2 separate regions of the Sus scrofa genome follow, and region 2 is linked to region 1. Evidence: chromatin contacts called from public Hi-C data. All regions are on one chromosome and are shown on one strand. The core of a region is the stretch at or near the end of the contact, and the rest is flanking DNA. Distances in the headings are between cores, read along the strand shown.

Region 1 (2,617 bases), core at 43-2,542:
GCATCAGCAGGCCATATTTCATCTTTGCATAGACCACACTTGACCTTTCTTCTGCCTTTTCTACAAAGAGCTCCAGGGGCCTTTGTCCTCATCCCTTCTAAAGTCTCACAACATCCCTGTGAGGTAGGAAAAGATTCGGGACCGCCTAGATGCCCCCTTGGGAGAGGCCTGGGAAGCAGCCTCCCCCTCCCAAAGCCCATGGCAGCACACCTGGGAGAGCAGAGGGACCCAGCCTCCAGGGCCAGAGCACTCATCCTCCCCTCAGAAGCCTTCTGGGATGACAGTGGTCATGCACTGAATATTGCAGGCGATGGGGGAGCCATAGAAGCTTGGAGGACACAGCTCACCTAGGACCCCAAGCAGGCCTCTACAAGTCGCCTGGGTGAACACCGGGAATTTGCTGGTGCAAGGAAGGGAAGCAAGGCCAATCAGAAATAGAAACAAGCAAGTGGGTTTATCAAGGAGAAGAGGCCCATTGGGGGGATCCAGGGTTCATCTCCCTCCTGGAAATGCCCCATGTATCATCACCGCACATGAGCAGGGCAAGAGGCAGCAGCAAAGAGCTCTGCCCAGGCCACAGTGAAACAAAATCCATTATTTAAGGCTGTGGTATCTGATCCTTGGTAGGAGCAAAATGCTCTCCTAGGAGTTTCCAAGATCTACAGCCTCAGCCCAAGAAGAAAAATGAGAACCCAGGTCCTTTGCCAGATATAATACAAACCCAGACGGGGACTCTGAACCCAAATACAATAAAGGAACAGAAAGAACCTTTGGAGTCCGATGACTTGATATAATTGGCTGGAAGAGCAACCCTTCCGGATCCCCTCCATCTCAGAATGAAATTCAGGCTGTAGATGGGTCCTGAATGCTTCTTGCAGAGCCTGCGCCTCTTCCCCAACTGCGGTTGTGGCCACCTCGCCAGAAGCCGAAGATTGCACCATCCTGGCAAAATCCCCTTAAACTGAGGCTGCCGAGTTCCTCTTTACACACTCAGGTTCCGACACTGAATTTAGTGACCAGGAAGCTGAGGGGCGGGGTGGGGGGTGGGCAGAGAGCACCAAGCCTGGGGTGCTAATAAAGGCACAATTCGGAATCCAGATACAGAAGTTTCCCAGGTTCCAGGTTTGGGGGGTGCAGGTGAGAGGGATGTGGGGGCGGGGAAAGCAAAGTCAGAGAGCGTCTCAGGGAAATGAAAAGTGTCACCCCTCCACCGGTTCAGGTCTCTGAGTAAGCTGCCAGCTCAGAAGCCGTCTCAGAGATCAGGAAACGGGTCTCCAGAGAGGAAAAAGGATATGAATCAACCGAGTAGCTCCACCAGGCGGCTTTGGCCAGTTCCACCCTCCCCATGTTCCTCTGCCCTGAGGTGTGGCCTTTATGAAGGAGGAGAAAGGAGTTTTTCAGAGAGGAGGCTGGACAGAGGAGCCCCTGGGCCCTGCTGAGGCCAGGGGATTTAATAGGAAGCTACGGTCATACCTATTTATCCCAGATTTCAGAGAAAGAGAAAGAACCCTAACCTTTTCCCCAGCAAGAAGCTGTCCTCAGATTCACCGGGTATGAGTCACTGGAAGACCTCCAGCCCTCAAGTGCCTGTCCCTGAGGTCACATGAGATGCAGGAGCTCATGTCCTTATGGCCCCTGTTCATGGTCTTCCTAGGAGATTTCCACGCCGATTGTCATGAAACAGAGCTGATGCTTTCCAGCAAAACCCCTGTAAATCAATTTGCAAGGAATCCTGGGAAGGGATGAGTGACGTGTGAAAGGGAGAAAGACCCAGAAAGAGGGTTCTGGGACGGAGACGGAGAAACAGGCGGCGGTGCGATGCAGAGGCCCCGCTCCTCCCGAAAGACCCAGGCGCGTCCCCATCCAGCTCAGTCAGGAGAACAGCGCTTACCCGCCCCACCGACAACCCCTAAGGTGCTTAACACAGGGCTTTACGTGCAGTTGGCACTTGATAAATGTGCTGATAATTCTGAGAAGTCGCTTTTTTTTTTTTTTTTTAACAGATACCAACTTAAGAGGTGACGGAGTCACTTCAAGGGAACTGGTAACTGACGCCTCAGCCACAAAGCTCCTTTCCTGAAACCGTTAACACTCTCCAGGGTCTGGAATGTGAAAGGAACAGCCGATAACCCTGTGACATCGCCAAGGCTACGCATCCAGTCTGCACCCATGGCCACTTCCGAGCAAACATACTTCCCCTGAGAAGGCGAGAGATGTACGGAAAGGACATGTTGCAACACAGCAAGCTCCAGAACTCAGGCGTCCGGGTCCACCCAAGAACTCATCATTACTAGTAGAGCACCCGTTCTGTGCCTGGCCCGCTGCTAGGTGCTGCCTTGGTCACACAGTCACGGAAACATTCCAAGAACTGCATCACGAAGCCCTACACGCCAACAGCCAGGCCAGCACCCAGCTGCCTGGTCCTCCTTCCCCTTTCCTGGGCCGGAGTCGCCGCACAACTCCCAAGACACTGGAGCGGAGCGTGAGTAAGGGCAGGCTCTGCCCCTGGGTGCAGGCTCCGGGGCCCTGGCCAGCTATGGGAACCGTCTCCAGGCAGCACAGGCCGGTCACATGCTACATTTCATAGGCGACCTGGTCTCTGATGGAGTTCAACTGG
Region 2 (2,617 bases), core at 79-2,578, 85 kb after region 1:
AGTGGTGAGAGTGGGAAGGCTTTTAGCTTTTCTCCACTGAGTATTATATTGGCTGTGGGTTTGTCGGAAATGGCTTTAATATGTTCCCTCTATACCCACTTTGGTAAGAGTTTTTATCATGAGTGGATGTTGGATTTTGTCAAATTCTTTTTCTGCATCTATTGAGATGATTGTATGGTTTTTGACTTTTCTTTCGCTAATGTGGTAATGAAGTTGATTGATTTGCATATGTTGAACCATCCTTGTGAACTTGGGGTGAATCCCACTTGGTCATGGTATGTAATCTTTTTTATATGTTGCTGGATTTGGTTTGCTAAAATTTTGTTGAGAATTTTTGCATATATCTGCTTTGCATTTGACATATTACCACTTGTGTTGTACTAAACTGATTCCTTTTGTTCCTTTCAGGTTTACTCTTTTGTTCAGCATAGCTGCTCTCATGCTTCCTTTTCATTTCGATATCTACTGCTGTTCCTAGTATTCACCCTCCAACGCTTAAACCATGTTGAAATGTAGAAGGGCTATTCCTCTTCACAGTGAATCTTTATGTTTTCACAATTTATATACAACATCAATCTTTATCATCAATTCACTTCATTTGGCTTTTTTTTTTTTTTAAGAATCCTACATATGTTGTAATATATGCTAACAATTTATGCATGTACCAAAAATATATTTCAGGAAGCTATATGTTATTTCTTGAATGTTAGTTGTTGCCACACATTCATAATAAGTTGTACTCATTACTATACACCTTCACATGAAACAGTTGTTAAGCTTTTAAACCCTTGACTACAACTAAAATTAATGAAAGCATAGTGCCCTTGGTACTTTGTGGGAAATTAAGAACACATAGTTGTCTGTTTAGGGGCATGAGTTCTATGCTATTCAAATTCTTAGGTCCTTTTTCTAAGCAGGAAAACTTGTTCATGTATCTCAGGTGGCTATAAAATTTTTCTTATACTTTTCCTGATGTCTTTCTATAGGACCTCCAGATTGGGGTACTGGCTTATATCCTTAGCTGACTTTAGAATAAAACCTTTGTCCTTTTGAGAAGGAAAGATTTAAGAACCTGATTTAAAGTCTTCTTCATTGACCTTTAGTTATCTTCCCCTTTCTTCAGAGTGTGAAAATGTTTACTTACTATTTACTTTCCTTGAATTTGATAATCTTGACAAACTTGTTATATAATAAAGGGTCAGCTCATTACTTCTATACTCTGAATAAACACTTAAAAAGGACCACTTTTCCACACTTTCCACTGTGGTGCAGTGGAAATCTATGAGGATGTGGGTTTGATCCCTGGCCTCACTCAGTGGGTTAAGGATCTGGCATTGCTGTGAGCTGCAGTGTAGGTCACAGATGTGACTGGTATCTTCTCTTTCTGTGGCTGTGGCTGTGGCTGGCAACTGTAGCTCCAGTTCAGCCCCTAGCCTGGGAACTTCCATGTGCTGCTGGCATGGCCCTAAAAAGCAAAAAAAGCAAAAAAACAAAAAACAAAAAAACAAAAAACAAAACAAAACAAAAAAAACAAAAAAAGCAACCAAACAAAAAACCAAACCAAACCAAAAACACACTTAAGCAAGAGTTTAAATTCTTAGGAAATACGAAAACAACTTAAGGGGCAATCTAGTTAGTTGCGAAAGGCTTGAAAAACACTGAACGCATTTCAGTGATATGCATGCAATTGTTTTTTTTTATTTTCAGTGTTCTCACACAGTTTTTTATTTTATGGAAAAAATGGTAGTTCTACAGAACTTTCAAAGATTACAAGATGCTGTTCAGAATTTTGTATTTCAGTGTGACTTTGAAGCAGGATCCTAGATCATGGGGTCAAATTGCCTATGTTAGAATTCTAGCTCACTACTTACTAGCTGGTATCTTCAGACAAATTACCTAACTACTCTAAGCCTCAATGTTTGTGTCTGTACTATTGGAGAAAAGGTAAATTTTAACTCTGGAGGTCCTGGCGAGGATTAAATGGAGTGTAATAAGTGAAATGCTTCTGGTACATAGTATGCATTGAGTTTTCAAAGGTAGTGGTTTAGCAGATTTTTTGGAGAAAGTGAGACCAACAGTCAGAGTTTTCAAGGGCCATTTGTTTCTGTTTTTTACTTGGCGGCTGGGCGGAGAGAGACGGACAGACTAAGGTCATTAGGGAATACAAACTGCTGAGAATATTTGGATTGTTTGACATTTAGAGATCATGGAATTTGTAAATATGATAGACCAATCCCTGTTTGATTTTTGCCTGAATCTTGCTTTAGGGGTGGAGGTGAGGGGCTTATTTTATTTTTTCTATTCACGAAGTAGAGGATTGTTGTTGTTGTTGTTGTTTTAGGCCTGCACCCACGGCATATGTAGGTCCCCAGGCTATGGGTAGAATGGGAGCTACAGCTCCTGGCCTATGCCACAGCCATAGCAACTCCAGATCTGAGCAACATCTGCAACCTACACCACAGCTCATGGCAATGCCAGATCCTTAACCCATTGAGCAAGGCCAGGGATCGAACCCGCAACCTCATGTTTCCTAGTCGGATTTGTTAACCACCATGCCATGATGGGAACTCCAGTACCATACTGTTTTGATTACCATAGCTTTGTAGTATAGTTTGAA

What was found. A called contact is a pair of places that touch in the nucleus more often than the background predicts.
Region 2: a contact with region 1 is called in a Hi-C map of retroperitoneal adipose tissue, with 1.9 times the contacts expected there. The contact joins two enhancer-like sites. A contact is called at or near these places in 10 of 47 Hi-C or Micro-C datasets (alveolar macrophages, fetal skeletal muscle, heart right ventricle and 6 more) and 2 of 2 datasets of contacts at active chromatin or transcription factors (alveolar macrophages and skeletal muscle).

Annotation. Positions count from the first base shown.
Region 1 is chr9:20,713,014-20,715,630 of Sscrofa11.1, forward strand. FZD4 (frizzled-4) reads right to left here. Exons shown (of 3, transcript XM_005667210.3): 3 at 1,982-2,617. Among named protein-coding and RNA genes, the nearest start is that of FZD4, 7.1 kb to the right of the region's middle. Within about 2 kb of position 1,293, at least 28 of the 83 cell types and tissues checked have an H3K27ac peak or open chromatin away from gene starts, as enhancers often do. A contact at or near this core is called in retroperitoneal adipose tissue, where this site is marked.
Region 2 is chr9:20,797,628-20,800,244 of Sscrofa11.1, forward strand. The region is part of intron 3 of TMEM135 (transmembrane protein 135); the gene reads left to right. Among named protein-coding and RNA genes, the nearest start is that of TMEM135, 58 kb to the left of the region's middle. Within about 2 kb of position 1,329, at least 1 of the 83 cell types and tissues checked has an H3K27ac peak or open chromatin away from gene starts, as enhancers often do. A contact at or near this core is called in retroperitoneal adipose tissue, where this site is marked.